Linked DNA regions of Mus musculus: region 2 is linked to region 1. A link is a contact called in public promoter capture Hi-C data. All regions are on one chromosome and are shown on one strand. The core of a region is the stretch at or near the end of the contact, and the rest is flanking DNA. Distances in the headings are between cores, read along the strand shown. Region 1 has its middle 36 kb from the start of Gm34686. Region 2 holds the start of Pkdcc (protein kinase domain containing, cytoplasmic).

Region 1 (7,680 bases), core at 2,417-4,916:
CCGCTCTGGCAGATACTCTTGTAACACTTAACTGTCCGAATTGCTTTTCTATCACTGTGGTAAAGAATCATGATCAAGGTTTTCCTTGACACATCGTGCTCAAGGATAGTGCTAGAGAGCTCTGGGGGCAAAAGCTTCCTATCCCCCGGGGAGGTACACTCCCTTCTCAATGGAAAGGCAGGAATCAAAGATCAAGGTCATGATAGCGGAAAAGACAGTCATGAATCAACCCATTCTTGACCTAAGCTAAGAACACATGGGGTCAGCTGCCACCCGATGTGTCCCCTGCCATTTGAACTCTCTGTGTGTACTCCACTATGAAGTTCTACTCTGGGACACAGTCAAGTCAAACATCTTTGGGCTCAAAGTAAAACCACTTAAACAAAATCACGACAGCTTATCAACTCCTATTTAGAGGTAAAAGCGCCTCAGAGGGAAGTATCCCAAGTAGAGGGAGAATTTAGAGAATATTTCCCACATGGTTTGTTTTGAAAGACAGGAAGCCCAGAGTAAACACCCTACAGCCCTTGGGGGCCAAAAAAAGGGGGGTCTAAGCCTGAGTTTAACCTTTTGGGTGCTGGAGTGGGCTGTAGAGCTGTCAGTGGGCAGGAAAGATCACACAGCTGGAACCTGGCTCTGTCCTGGAGCTGGATGACATAACTCAGCAAGTGTGTCAGATCTTCTTCCGATTTCTGTTTGTCTTTTGTTTTGATGGCCAAGAGTTATCTAGCTTCTATTCATTTTTTTTTAACCTCCATGGTGGCTATGATCATTAAGTTCTGTGCTCTCACGTTTGTGCAAATTAAAACCCATATTTCACTAGTGAACAGACTCAGCGCCTGCTGGAAATGTAAAAACACTAGTAATAAGAAGAATAATCGCAATAACAACTTTTTCTTTATTTCTTTTTAAAATTGCCAGGGCCACTGGGGGTGGGGGTGGGGTGGCAGCGGCACACCTTTAATCCTAGTTGTGCGGCAGAGTCAAATGACTTTCTGTGAGTTGGAAGCCAGCCTGGTCTACAGAGCAAGTTCCAGGACAACCAGTGCTGTTACATAATGAGACCCTGTCTTGGGAGGGAAACCCAATTGCCAAGGCCTAAAACCTGATTACCCAACTCACTCAGAAGACACTAAGAGAAAGGGCATTGAGATTTTTCTTCACCAAAGCTATAGGCCTTTTTGCCTCTGTGAAATCTGCATCTGGAAAAGCCAGCACCAAGATGCCCATGCCAAAAGTCAAATTTCGCGTGACTTTAGTCAGTCATGTTCCAGCTGTGGCAACAAGAGGGTCTTCCAGGCCTCTTATCCGGCAAGCAAACTGGTGCGTAAAACTAACAGAGCCGTCTTAACTCCCAAGGAAATTTAAGAAGAGAGTGAGTCAACCCTTCTGGAGATAGAGACTTCTTGCTGGGCTTTGGCTGGGACATCATCGACTTCAACTGTAAGGGAAGGTCTTTCCCACGGAAGTGCAACCATGGCATTTGCTGCTGAATTCAAAGCAAGAGCAATGTAGTAAACATTTGGAAACAACCCCACACACACTTGGATTTATTGACTAGTTAAATCTTTAATGGTTAAAGTTAAAAGACCCTTTATTTCAATGGCCTGGTGATTTGCACAGCTGGAATGTTGCCTTTTAATATATTCACATTGCAACAGAAAAGCCAGAGTGACCAGGATGCTGACTTTCTTGTTTGCTTGGCCCCAAACCGATCGGAAGCTAGCACCAGATCCTTCCTTGCATCTGGGCTCCCCTCTTCACCCCAAGCTAAGTACAGAGAGGGAAGAGGAAACACACTGCCTGGGGCTATCCCAGGTCTCCACCCCATGATGCTGAGAAATTAAGGAATGCTTAGGGGGCTGCCTCCTCAGAGCCTCGCTCTCTGGGTCATTCCTGCTTGGGTGAGTGGTCTGGCCAACACTGCCTAAGGGACTGCACATGATTCTCTGGAAACTGACCATGTGGTGAAAGAAGAATAAAAGACGTCAACAGAAGAACAGGGTGTGCTGGACAGTTTCGTGTCAACTTAACTCAAACTAGAGTCATCTGAAAGGAGGGAGCCTCGATTAAGAAAATCCCTGCAAAAGACCTGACTGTAGGCAAGCCTGTGGGGCATTTTTAAATTAGTGACTGATGGGAGAGGCCCTGTCTATTGTGGGTGGTGTCACCTCTGGGCTGGTGGTCCTGGGTTCTATAAGAAAGCAGGTTGAACAAGTCATGAGGAGCAAAGCAGCAACCCTACATGGCCTCTGCATCAGCCCCTGCCTCCAGGCTCCTGCCCTGTGTGAGCTCCTGTCCTGACTGACTTCAATGATAGACTACAGTGTGGAAATGCAAGCTAAATAAACCCTTTCCTCCCTAAAGTGCTTGTGGTCGTGGTGTTTCATAACAATAGTGACCCTGACTTAAGACGTGGGGTTTGAGAAAAGACTTGGAAATAATGGAAGGCGTTGCTATGATGCTCAACCGCCCGTTTACTCTGTGTCACATTGTTTCAAGTTGCTTTCCAGGAAGGACTCCCTTAGTTGGCAGAGGACATAGGTTCTATTCCCTGAACCCACATGATAGGTCACAACCATCTATAACCATTTCCAGGCGATCCAACAGACACGTACATGGTAACGTCATTCATGCAGGCAAAGCACGCATACACACAAAGTAAAATAAGTCATCTTTTTAAAAATGGGTGGGGGAGGGACTGAAGCGCAGTGCACAAAATTAAACGGTTTGATAAGTTTTGAAAGACAGGGACTCAGACAAAGTGACTGGTCAGCCTACAGCCTCCCTGAGGGCTTCCCGGGGATACAGTGGGCATGTTGCAAATCTTTCACTGAGCTGAGCCACTGGCAAAGTCAAACCACTAAGGATGTTGTTTTTAGGAAGTCATGCTGTCCACAAATGCAGAGCGCTGCTTCATGTAGTCCTTCTCTGTGTACCTGAGCACACAAACGACACCCTGACAGAGGGAGTCACTCACTCATCTCACAGGCACGCGGCTTCAGAAACACACCTGGGAACCAACACTTCCACACAGATGCACTGACACACACACATCTTCTAGTACCACACATGAGCGCATGAGCGCACGCACATCAAATGGTCCTTTAGAGCTCATCCACTTTTTTGTTCCTCAAAGGTTAACCGATGTCTGCTGTCTGCTATGTGTCCATGTGGTCATGGTAAAAATAATGCCCAGGCCCACAAGACAAAGAAGAAATAGACAGGATGGTCCCCCCAGCCCTTCCAGCTGCCTGTCCTGGGAAGTCCAGGCTCTCATCCTTCTTAGGATAAAAGGATGACCAACTCAGCCTCTGTCAGTGACCTTTAACAGTTCAAGGTTAAAGGTCAAACCTTGGTCTTTGGTTACCAATGGCTCTCTCAGCTTGCAGGATGAAGGCTGTAGACCACAGCAGGGGTCTGAGTTGTTCTTATTAAGGAAGCTTGATTGCTACGTGGAGAGAGGAGAGACGTGATGAAACATACTGGGCTCGAGGTGAATTTTATAACTCTTCAGCACTAATATTTCTCATATGGAGGCTCAAGGACATTCACAAGGTTTTTAATTTCAAGGCCATTTTGCTTTTTTACGGAGTTTGATGTTCTCTGCACTAACTCCGGTTTAATAATTGACAGAGGGCCAAGCTGCCTACGGTGGCACCTGGAGGTCTGTTCAGCTGGACAGCCAGGCCACTCAGTTCACGTCACCCACAAAGTCATACGGTCTATCCCCTGGCACAAGAGACCTTGCCAACTGCAGGAAGTTGCGAAATAAAAGAAATTTTTCAAATAAAAAGATGTCAATTTAACAGCCAGGGACCTGGAAACAGATGTTTCTCCCCTAGACCAAGAGCCGCCCACCCGCCCACCCATCCGTCCTCCGGGTTTTCAAAGTCAGTTCTTGTCAGGTGCCCTGGTTAAGAGGGAGAATTAATGAGCTGTGCTCCATTTTATGGCTGTGGTCTGATGTGGGAGCTGCATGCAGAGGGCTTCACGGACAGGCCAGCCAGGCCCCCAGCCCTTCCTCCATAGCTCAACCCTGATCAAAGCAGAGAGCAGCTCAGCTTTTATAGCAAAATGATTAAAACCATGTGGGGCTTGTTTCCTCACACGTGACCTCCTGACAAAGGGCATGGGGGACAGAAGAAAGGTGAACCCAGGGGTCTGTAGGCCCAGGGAGGAGCAGGACCCAAGAGGCAGAGAAGATAGAAACACACAGACACACATACACATGCACATGCATGCGTGTACAACCACACACACACACACACACACACACATACACACACACATGCATGCACACATGCACATGCACACACATACATGCACACACTGTTTTACATGGACTAACAGGAACATAATCATCCGCATAAATAAATGCTGTTTCCTTGAAAGATGAAACAGCCCCTGCACTCAGCCAGAGGGCCTAATTAGCCAGGATGCTCGGCCCACATCACTACATGGATAAATAAATAATTCCTAGTTACTTGATCATGCGTAGTCCTTGTAGAAAGCAAAGCTGGATTGTGCTCTCAAAATGAAACCCCTTGACTCTGCTGTGTATAGTGATGAATTTCTCTGTCACCTCTGGTCCTGGGCAACGTCACTGCACTTGAAAAGGACAATTCCTACATAGACTGACTGGATCTATCTGATGGCCTGTTCGATTACCTTGTATCCATGTGTCATCGCCTTCCCCTTGCGCCAGGACTGGATTTAGTGACTTTACTCCCAGTGAAGACAATGAAGCAGAGACAATGTCACATTGCATCAGCAGGACCAGGACACGTGTTCTGGTGCTGAAGGGAGCCAGATGCCACATGATGAACTGAAGCACAATATGTCCACAAGGCAAAGAGACCCAAGAGACTCTGCCGAACCAGTACAACAGCCCTCACCTCCCTTTCCAATCCAAACCACAGTGTGAATACAGCCCTAGGTGATGCTAGGGTAGCAGCCATCTCAAACCTAAGCTGTGCCTGAACCCTGACCCACGAGAACACTGGGGTAACCAGATTGCTATTTTCACTGCTAAATTCCGGGAGGGAGGCGACTTGTTTGTCAGACATAGATAACTAACATGCCTACCTGCTCCTTTTCCACAGCAGAAAGTCACAGTTCTTGAGTCTTTTCCTCTGTCTAGCACAACACTGATGCTCTCTTAGCTACTCTAAGACACGAGAGCAAAGTCCCATAGTGTACTGCGAAGTCCAAGATCAAGGCGCCAGAAGATTCTGTACCTGGTAAGGACCCCCTCTCTGCTTCATAGATGGAACATCGTATCTGTTCTTAACATGGCAAAAGACACATAGCAGCTCCCTGGAGCCTCTTACCAATGAGCATCAATCATTTAATAAGGGAGCCAACGCTATGACTCCATCGCCTCCCTCCTAACACCATGGCCTCGAGGGGATTAGGATTTCAATGTCTGGGTCTGGGGGTGGGGGAACAAAAACATTCAAATCACACTAGTACTCACCAATTATCCACTAAATAAATAGGTTAATGAAAGTAGAGATCTCTGGCTTTCTGGACATCTACTATTAGACAGCAAGGACTCCATTGGCACTGTCAATAACCCTTAGGACAGGCTCTTTACGGTCAGCATCAGTGATGCTCATTTTATAGAATGTAAAACCTGATGCAGAGTGAGAACTCCGCTCTTCAAAGCCGGAAGCTAGCACAAGCAGAGCTGGGATTTGAGCTGCTGCCCTCTGCTCTGCCCCCTCTCTCCTGACCTGGATGCCTCTTTGCAGTTAAAGAACACCCAACATACCAGTACCAGCTCATCTTCACAATGACCCTGGAAAAGAATTGTAATTATCACCGCTGCCTCGACAGCTATGGGAATCTAAGGTCAGGGAGATAAAGGCATCTGCTGGAGACGACAGAAGAACCAGCATTTATTTCTTCAATGCATTCAGGACACATTTGCTGGGCAGCATCCAGACTCCGTGACTAATAGGGTGTGGTCCCCTCAATTTCTCTGGATCCCCACTCTCCCAGAGATACTCATCTATGTTAACTGCTGGCAGCCAGGCATGGGCAAGCTCAAGGGAGATGGGTAAGTGAGAAGGGAACGTGGAAACACGGAGTGGAAAAGAGGCTACCGCTACAGACAGAGCTTTGAGAAATTCCCTTTTATCCTCAAACCTCATCTCCATCCTCTACCCACAACTATCCATATGCATCATTGTTGTGTTCCTTTAAAACAAATAGTATTTTTAATTGATATAAATAATGGCCCATGAGATACCTCCTTCTTCCCTTTGAGTCCAAGCACCATTTCATGTTACTGAAGTTCTGTCTAATCTCCTGCCTCCGACTCTCCCTACCACATCCTCCCTTTATAAAGCTCCAGGATGACAGTCAGGTGCAGTCTAATCAACACCAGCATGAGACTCTGACACACAAGCCAGGCCTTGTCCCCCTCGTAGGAGGAGGAAAACTATGTCATGGGTACACTCCCACGCCCATAGTCCTTTCTCCTTTAACCCGGCAGAATGCTCCCTGACTCAGCATGCAAACACGTTTATGCTGCCATCTTCCTGCAGGCACTGACAGTCACTGACACCCAGGCCAACAGCTATAAACTTATTTCCTTAACTTGCGTTATTTGGGAAACAGAGAACTCGTCATATACTTTGGAGGCTCCAGGGATCTCTAGAGTTCACCAATCAGATTTGAAGCAGAGGGCAAAAGGCACACCCTTTAACTGACCTGAAGCATGGAAGACCCGCCTGCAAGAACAGACGTGTGCCCTGTTTTACTTAGCAAGCAGAACATGCCAGAAAGTACAACCAGCATGTCCCGTGTGAGGCTTCATGGCTGGCAAGGCAGGGGTGTCCTCAGTGTAGCAAGGGTGTAATTATGAGACAGGCTCTGCTGCAGATTTTATGGCCCTCACCCCTCTTGCAGCTAAGTGAAGCGGCCTCTCTCAAAGCAAGGTGAGTCGCCTAAGGCCTCCCTAGCACACAGGACAGAACTGGAGCCAGGTCTCAGGTCTGCTAGTTCAGGCTACACCTTTGCCCCAGAGTGTTCAGGGAAGGCTTTTGCAAGGAGCAGCAAGTTGCCCAGGATGTTGGAGGATGGAGCCATTCACAGGGAAAGCCAAGATTTGTGCCACAGCAAGGGAATTCCAGGATCCAGAGTTCACGATTGATCGGGATCTCCATGAACTTGTTGAAAGGGGGACCGTCCGTGGACTTTTGGAAGAGGGGCAGAGAGAACAGCCAGGCTAATATAGATCAGCTCCTGGCCAAGGCTCTCTTGCCCCTTTTCTTTTCTTTTTTTTTTTAAGATTTATTTATTGATTATATGTAAGTACACTGTAGCTGTCTTCAGACACTCCAGAAAAGGGAGTCAGATCTCGTTACTCTCGTTACAGATGGTTGTGAGCCACCATGTGGTTGCTGGGATTTGAACTCAGAACCTTCAGAAGAGCAGTCGGGTGCTCTTACCCACTGAGCCATCTCACGAACCCTCTTGCCCCTTTTCTAAAGACCCAACAGCCCCTCTTCCCTACGGCTCTCTGTGTCCCCAGATTTATTTTGCTTTCTTTCGCTAAATCAAACTTTATCAGACAGTTTTACTGTCAGCCGTTAAACCAAAATGTGTTTGTGCAACAGTAAACACCTTGTTACTTCAGGGAAGGATTACATAAACAACGTTGGATGAGGC
Region 2 (7,680 bases), core at 1,829-4,328, 36 kb after region 1:
CCTGAAGAAAGAAATTACCGATGAACTATTTCCCAGAAAAGGTGACCTTTTAGAGTCTAGGCCAGCTGCTTCCTTCCCAAGCACTGGTGTCTGACTAGTGTGTGGAATTGGGGGAAAAGGAGGAAAGAAAGAAAACATAGCAAGTCTAAAGCATGAAGCCTTGTTGAGCTAATGCTGGTCTGAAGGCTCTTGTGTGTGGTGAGGAGTCTGGTAAAGAGTGGGATCAAGAAGATGCTGCTGTCTGAAAGCTGTTGAGAAAACAGAACCAGGGCTGAGCTGGACACTGACCCGTGAGGCCCAGGCTATGGTGTGGGCCCTGAGCTGGACACAGGCCTGTGAGGCCCAGGCTGTGGTGTGGGCCCTGAGCCGGACACAGGCCTTTGAGGCCCAGGCTGTGGTGTGGGCCCTGAGCTGGACACAGGCCTGTGAGGCCCAGGCTGTGATATGGGCCCTGCCTAGCCTGTTTTTGAGTGGCTGGGCAAATAAAAATGAGGAAACAGCAGGATTGCATAGTGTTTCTGTTTTCCAATTCTTTGAAACAACTCCTCTTCCTGGGTGGCACACACACACACACACACACACACACACACACACACAGACAGGCAAACAATCAAAAATTGGTTAAAGTCTGTCAATTCAGAAACTCTAATTGGTTCAAAGCTTTGATCTCTTCCTTTTAGGAGCAAAAATCCTATTTCTGTGGCTGAGCATGCATGTCTTGATGTCTATGTGTCTCCCTGGGGGCTGAGGGAAACAGTAAATGTGAGTCAATACAACTGAAGGGTCGCTGTTTCTCTACATGAGGACCCTGCTTTCGGGGTTCTGGGTAGGCACCAGGCGAACACTGGTGCCTATTTCTCTGGCCCTGTTGTGCACTGAACTTTCAAACCATAACAGAAACACCAAAGCTTGGCAGAGATATCACAGGAATAATTATCTAATTTCAGAACATGTTATTATAATACCTACATGATGTGTAATGAAGTTAACAATGTTCACATTCTATTCACCAACTCTGAGCTGTACACTCACGATGCCAAATCCTTCCCCACGGACGCTTCTCCGAGACATGAACATGCAGAGGATCTGAAGAAAGCTTTTCAAGAAATATGCCACACACATACACAGTGTTTGGTTGTGCAGCCATCAGAGGTGAAACCGCCAGAAGTCAAACCTCTCCTGGGCATGGTAGCTAGCTGGTCCTCACACTTCTTGAGTAGACACTGTAGAACTAGCAAGGGAATAGTAGTCACGTTGGGGTCACCCAGGCAGACAGTCTTTCTTTGACTCATCTGTGGGCCAGGGCATTTCTGATCCCCCCCCCCAGCTCCCTTCCCTGGGGTGCTGGGTCTAGATGAGGCTCAGTGAAGGGGACTGTTTGCTCCTGTTCCCTGTTGACTTTAGCCAGTAGCTATGTTTACAAACCCAGGTTGGTTTTCCCAGCACAGTTAATTAGACCAAAGACATCTGGTGTGAGGGCTGGGGAGGGCATCTGCTCAGACAGCCCCCTCCCCAACCTCCCAGCAGCTATGGGCCAGAGCTGGGCGGGGCAGCTTAAACAGGAACAGACCTATAGCGCACACTCCATCAAACCCACCCAAATCTCTCAGGGGGAATCATGGCCTCCTTCAACCTGCCTTTCCCATGACGAATAACTCAGCATGGTCCCCACTTTCTGAGTTTTAGGGGACCAAGAAGTCAGTCAGAGCCAGAAGGCCTACCTCAGTGCGATCACAGGCTGAACTTCCAAAAGAGCTAGCCGCAAGTTTTATTCCCTGTCACAGAGTTCCTCCCTGCGTTGGATAGGAACAGGAGACCTCTTGAGGGAAAACCCCTCCTTCCTAGAAAGCCCCTCAGAAAGGCGGCTCTGGATTCTTTCTCCAGCCCCTAAATTTTACCCCATATGCCGTCGCTCCAGCCGAATCCACGGCACTGCAGGAAGAGAGATAACTTTTTCCTGCCCAGAGCAAAGCAGGAGGGAGCCTGAGGAAGTGAGACGACCTCGGTGGACAGTTTCAGTGCCCTAGGGAAGTGGAGAGCCACGAGGGGGAGGGGCGGCAGCTTATCTCGCAGGAGGGGGGAGCTCACTCCAAACAGCTAATGCACTGGCGTGTGAAAGCCCCTCAATTAGCACTAATGATGCAATCAGGGAGGGAGGAGGAGGGACCAGAAGTTCTGATGGAGTCAGCACTAACACACAGGGCACACACTCACTCCCATCCTAGAGACACAGTAGCCCCTCGGGACATGCGGATGCACACATTCCACAGACAGATGTGCGTGGACACTAATGCACTCGCTGTATACGGTTCCGACCCCCTACTGGCGGGTCAAAGATCGAGGTTCTCGGGGATGGGGATGGAGCTGTGTTGTCGAGATGTGGGGATTCGGGAACCAGGAAAATCAGAAAGTCCTGGTAGAAGACAGTTGAAAAAAAAAAAGAATTCTTCCGAAACCTCCTGATTAACTCTGAGACCACAGTCCCCACCCCTCGCGCTCTCGCAGGTGCGGGGCAGCCTCCCCAGTGCGCCGCCCTTCATCACACCCTGAACCCGGGCTGTCCCAGAGCAGCCTCACCCGCAGAAGGAGGAACCCCTGCGCACTGCACTGCAGCCCCGACTCCCCACCTCCCCCAGGAGGCAGCGTGTACCCCTGAGATCCCCGCACCCGGGCCTTGGCGGCTTGCCCCTTGGAGCCCGTTACCCGCCGGCCTCGCCCCTCCAACTCCCCGCACCAGGTCGGCCAGCTCCGCTTTCGGCCTCCGGGTCCCGTTATCCAGCCTGGCCTCGGGCTTGGAAGCCCTGCGCGCGGCCGCCCCCTCCCCCTCCCCCGCTCCCCAACCCGAGCTCGGGGGGCCGCGCGCCGGGCAGGGCCGGAGCCGCCTCCGCGCCGCTTCCCAGGCCCGGCTGGCCGCGGGAGGAGGTCCCGCTGTCAGTCAGCGGGGAAGGCCGGCCCGGGCGGCCAGAGGGGGCGGCGCCGAGGACTGGCTCGGCCGGGCGCGGGGAGGCGCTGGCGGAGGGGCGGGCGCGGGGGTGGCTCCGGGCCTTATAAGCGGCGGGGGCAGGGCGGGAGGGAGGCAAGTGTCAGGCCGATGTGCCGCCCGCCGGGGGCCGGGGTCGGGGCTGCCCGGGCCATGCGCGCGGGCTGGGCAGGGGGCCGGCGCGGCGCGAAGCCGAGTCGCCTCGGAGCCTGAGCCGCCCGGGGCCGGGGCCGGGGCCGGGGCCGGGGAGCGGCGCGCGGCCGGCCGGGGGGAGGGGAGCGATGCGGCGCCGGCGGGCGGCCGTGGCCGCTGGTTTCTGCGCCTCCTTCCTGCTGGGCTCCGTCCTCAACGTGCTCTTCGCACCGGGCTCGGAGCCTCCGCGGCCAGGCCAGTCCCCGGGGTCCTCGGCAGCCCCGGGCCCGGGCCGTCGCGGGGGCCGTGGGGAGCTGGCCCGGCAGATCCGGGAGCGCTACGAGGAGGTGCAGCGCTATTCCCGCGGGGGGCCGGGGCCGGGAGCGGGCCGGCCAGAGCGGCGGCGCCTGATGGACCTGGCTCCGGGCGGGCCGGGCCTGCAGCGTCCCCGGCCCCCGCGGGTCCGGTCCCCGCCCGACGGCGCTCCGGGCTGGCCCCCTGCTCCCGGCCCGGGCTCCCCCGGCCCGGGCCCGCGCCTAGGCTGCGCCGCGCTCCGCAACGTGTCTGGCGCGCAGTACGTGGGCTCAGGCTACACTAAGGCTGTGTACCGGGTCCGCCTGCCCGGCGGCGCCGCGGTGGCGCTTAAAGCAGTGGACTTCAGCGGCCACGATCTGGGCAGCTGCGTGCGCGAGTTCGGGGCGCGAAGGGGCTGCTATCGCCTGGCGGCCCACAAGCTGCTCAAAGAGATGGTGCTGCTGGAGCGGCTGCGGCACCCCAACGTGCTGCAGGTACGACAGTGGGGTTCCGGGATGAGGGGGCTGGCTGGCCACTCTGAAAGACTCCTTGGTCTTACGGAGTAAATAAGTCTCAGGGCGTCCAAGACTGCCCAGTTGCAGCTAGGTGCAGAACCCAGATTAGGGAACCACACTCAGCACCACCCTGCCGGGGTCTCTCACCCTTTGGGTAGAACCCTGTACCAGCTTAAACGCATCCCGTAAAGACAGAGGCAAGGACCAGAAGGGTCCCAAGCTGGTGATAAGGCAGTGATTAGGAGTTGTGACCACAGAGGACCCTGCTGCTGGCTAAAGCTGGTGGAGTATTATCTCCAGTCATAGTGACCTCAGGTCCAACTCCAACATCCAGCTTCAGTCAGCTCCCAGATGCAGAAATAGGATCCCCCATATTGGTAGAGCCTGAACCATACTTTTTTCAAAGTCCAGCGACACGTCTGGCTTTGGAGGTGATGTTAAGCCTCAGTGGGTATGGGAGGGGCCCAAAAGGAGACCATGGATCTGACTTGATCTTCAGGGAGACCCTCATTTCTCACTGGGCTCACAGGCCATTGAAAGGGATAAAAGAGGCCAGAAAATACACAGCCTTTCCCAGAAGTGACCACAGGCTTCCCTGGGACTTCAAGTGGGTCCAGCTGAACCACAGGGGAAGCCTCAGGATTGTAGGCCAGAAGACTCCAGGTCTGCTAGTATGAATACCACACTCTTGCAAGTGTGCTTAGCCAAGAGGCTAGACGGTTCAAAAAGCTAGATGCATACTTTCCTAGCGAGAAACTCTGTCCTTGTTCATTGGGGGCACAGGCAAGAAGGATGCACCCCCACATCTCGTCCATCCAAGGTTGCATTTAGAACAGACCTTCACAATGCCACCGCCATCCAAACATAAACCCACTTCCCCTCTCTGAGTTCTCTGCCTTGGATAAGACTACTTACTCTCTATGCATATGTGTGAGGTGACTGAAAGGGGACCCCTGACTGCTCTTGGCTGGGTAACATAAGTGTGTGCAACCCCCCCCCCAGCTGTCCATACCACCCACCCACCCTCAGAGTCACTTTTCTATACCCAAAGAGCTGGCCAGAGGCACAGCAGTCCATCTTTTCTTCCCTCAGCACTGAGAAGGGGGCCCCAGGCCTCGAGGGATCTGTGGACCACAGAATAAAGAGGCCACAATACTACTTGTACTCCTAGTGGCTCCAAGTCTCCCTAGAACTAATGCCCCCAGTCCTGGCCATACTCTTGTGACAAGTTCTGTCAAGGTCCCAGGCCCTGCATTTGGTCCCAAACACCCATTGTGTGTGTTTATGTCTGGCTGCATGGCTAACACTGTGACTGGAGCTTAAGGGAGTGAGCGGCTGGTTACGTGGCCATTCTAACTGGGAGGATCTTGGTTGTTTTTTTTTTCCCTCTTCTGGGTTCTTGGGAATTTTCTGGAAACCCTGAGGTGCCAGCCAGATTCTGAGGAGGATGGAGAGGCCTTGACCAAGTGACTTAGCGGGGCATTTGGTGTTTGTTAACTGTTCAAGGCCATTTCTCAGGACAGGTTTGTCATTCAGTTGGGCCTTCCTAGCCATAGGGATTCCTCCCTTGATGGCCTCACCATGCATTTCCACCATGCATTTCCACCGACTACACCTACAACCAGATCCACAGAGTGGTCCTTGTCTGTAACGTTGCCCCCACCCCCCACCCCTAGTAATGAGGGCACCAGAGAAAGACAAGACATTACAAGGGAACATGTCTCGCCCATGCCTTCTCCAGCATGGCATCTCTCAGGATTGTTTGTGAGACTTCCAGTCTGAGGAGCGAACACCCCTAGGACAGAAGGATTTCGAGTCCTAGAGAAAGTGGAAGTCCCTAGGGGACTTGGGGACAGCTTTGGGGATGAGATCCTCTCATTCGTTCTCTGACCACCACGCCATGTCCCTTCTGACTTCTTCAGTTAGGCTGCCTCTGTGGCCAGCACAGCCTGCCGTGGGTCTTCAAAAGACTCAGAAGGCTCAAAAGGCCTTAGAACGGTGTGTGCCGGGAACTAGACACCACGTTGTTTTAATAGCTCCTAATCATTTAAAAGTTCAAAACCGTTTGACTGTTTGCTGACCTAGGGAGGAGCCAGAGGACTTTCTAAAGTATGGCAGGCTCCTGAGACCCAGCTCTGGGTAGCCTGAAGTTACACTGTGGGCTCTCCTAGTGGAATACAGGGCAGCCATGGAGGGCCACTGTGCCTTGCCCAGCACAGACTCTGGCCACCTGGGGATCTTCCTGTCTTTTGGACCCTCTTTATTCTCCACATACTTTCTTCCTCCCAGGATAGATGCCTCTGCCACTCGGGGTCAAAGGGCACAAGAGTCTTCCCTCTCCCCACCCCATCATCCTCGGACCTCACCAGGCCAGCCTGGGCTGCAGATTCTGACCATGCTAGACTGAATTTCTCTTCCCCAAAAGAACAAAAGATACAACTCCTCAGCTTCATGCTTCCTGGTGGTGGTGGTGGTGGTGGTGGGGTTAATGGTGTCTTTTTTTTTCCTGAGGGGTGTTGATTAATACCTCGTTAATAGTGCATTTAACGACCTCTGGGTGTTTAATAACCTTCAGAAGTTTCCCACAAAGGCTCACACTGGAGCAAGAAAATGAGAACCAGGCCTCAGGGCTGCTCTTTACCGTCCCCAAAGTCCATCCTGAGTCTGGGGCCTTCCTGGGCTGACTGGGGATATGGAGGGAGAGAGAAAGAGGGTCCCCAGGGCGGCCCCCTTGTCCCTCAAGGCACAGCCCAGGTAATCTGGTAGACTAAGACTGAGTCTATCTTCTCTGGTGGGACAGGATCAGGGCTCCTGGGAGGAGCGTGGGTGTTCGGGGCAAGCAGGGCAGCTGGGGAGGATGCGGGCAAGAGGAGCTGCTGTGTACAGCACATTTAGGCCGTGGGCTCCCTGTCCCCCATCTCAACCCTCTGCCACAGAGATCTTCACTTTCCCTTGTAGGGCTTGGACAACTCAGCCTTTGTGCTCCTGCTCCATAGGATGCTGGCTGTTTGGCATCCATTGTAAGCCAGAGCTATGCAGTGTGTTGGGAGAAATGTTGAGAAGCAGGCCACCCTAGGAGAATGCTGAAGTGGGTGTTAATGTTAAAGGCTTTTCCTGCCTAGTCGGGTGGTACCAGGGACCCTCCCCAGGGTGAGGAGAGAGAGAGAGTGCATAGCAACTTATCATCCTCTCACACAGACCTTCCCTGAGAGCCGCCTCTTTCTGGCTCTCCCTGTATGTCACCTACACACATATTTGAGGAACACCAGACGGGCCTCTCTGGCTTTAGAGAGCTGAGATGGTAGAGACATCCACACAGATTGGGGGAGGGGGGAGAATCAGATGGTCATTTGCTGAGCCGCGTACTAGCAGGAAAACCAGGTTGTGAAATCCCATTTGAATCCTAGCTCTGTGTTTATTAGCTGTATGACCTATTTAACCTCGCTTGAATCAACTTCCCCACACCAAATCAGGCATAGAGGCCCTAGCTACACGCCACCAAGGAGATTTCAAGAATCAGAAAGACTAGCAAGATAACTCAGTAGTTAAACGTGCGTGGCACCAAGCCCGATGGCCTGCACTCCCTCCCTAGAACACACAGTGGAAGGAGAAAACTGACTCCTGAGAGCCACCCTCTGACCTCAGCGCACACGCTCAATCATACCACACCACAACAATACAGTAAAATGAAGTTTAGAGATAAGAACTGAATTAAGCGCATAATACCTTTAGCATTGTGCCTGGTTGGGACATGGTGGC

Evidence for each region. Promoter capture Hi-C pulls out the DNA fragments that hold promoters and counts their contacts.
Region 2: a contact with region 1 is called in a promoter capture Hi-C map of liver. The contact joins the promoter of Pkdcc here to the enhancer-like site in region 1. A contact is called at or near these places in 3 of 39 promoter capture datasets (3T3-L1-derived adipocytes and liver), 12 of 484 Hi-C or Micro-C datasets (the N1E-115 cell line, liver, nephron progenitors and 1 more), 7 of 115 datasets of contacts at active chromatin or transcription factors (bone marrow-derived macrophages, embryonic fibroblasts, embryonic forebrain and 3 more) and 1 of 9 other capture datasets (adipose tissue).

Annotation. Positions count from the first base shown.
Region 1 is chr17:83,175,310-83,182,989 of GRCm38.p6, forward strand. No RefSeq gene overlaps it. Among named protein-coding and RNA genes, the nearest start is that of Gm34686, 36 kb to the right of the region's middle. Within about 2 kb of position 3,667, at least 28 of the 459 cell types and tissues checked have an H3K27ac peak or open chromatin away from gene starts, as enhancers often do. A contact at or near this core is called in 3T3-L1-derived adipocytes, the N1E-115 cell line, adipose tissue and 2 more, where this site is marked.
Region 2 is chr17:83,212,205-83,219,884 of GRCm38.p6, forward strand. Pkdcc (protein kinase domain containing, cytoplasmic) reads left to right here and starts at 3,079. Exons shown (of 7, transcript NM_134117.2): 1 at 3,079-3,900. The coding sequence starts at 3,262. It overlaps Gm34686 (a long non-coding RNA gene), which reads right to left and starts at 2,930. Exons shown (of 3, transcript XR_001782234.2): 1 at 1-2,930.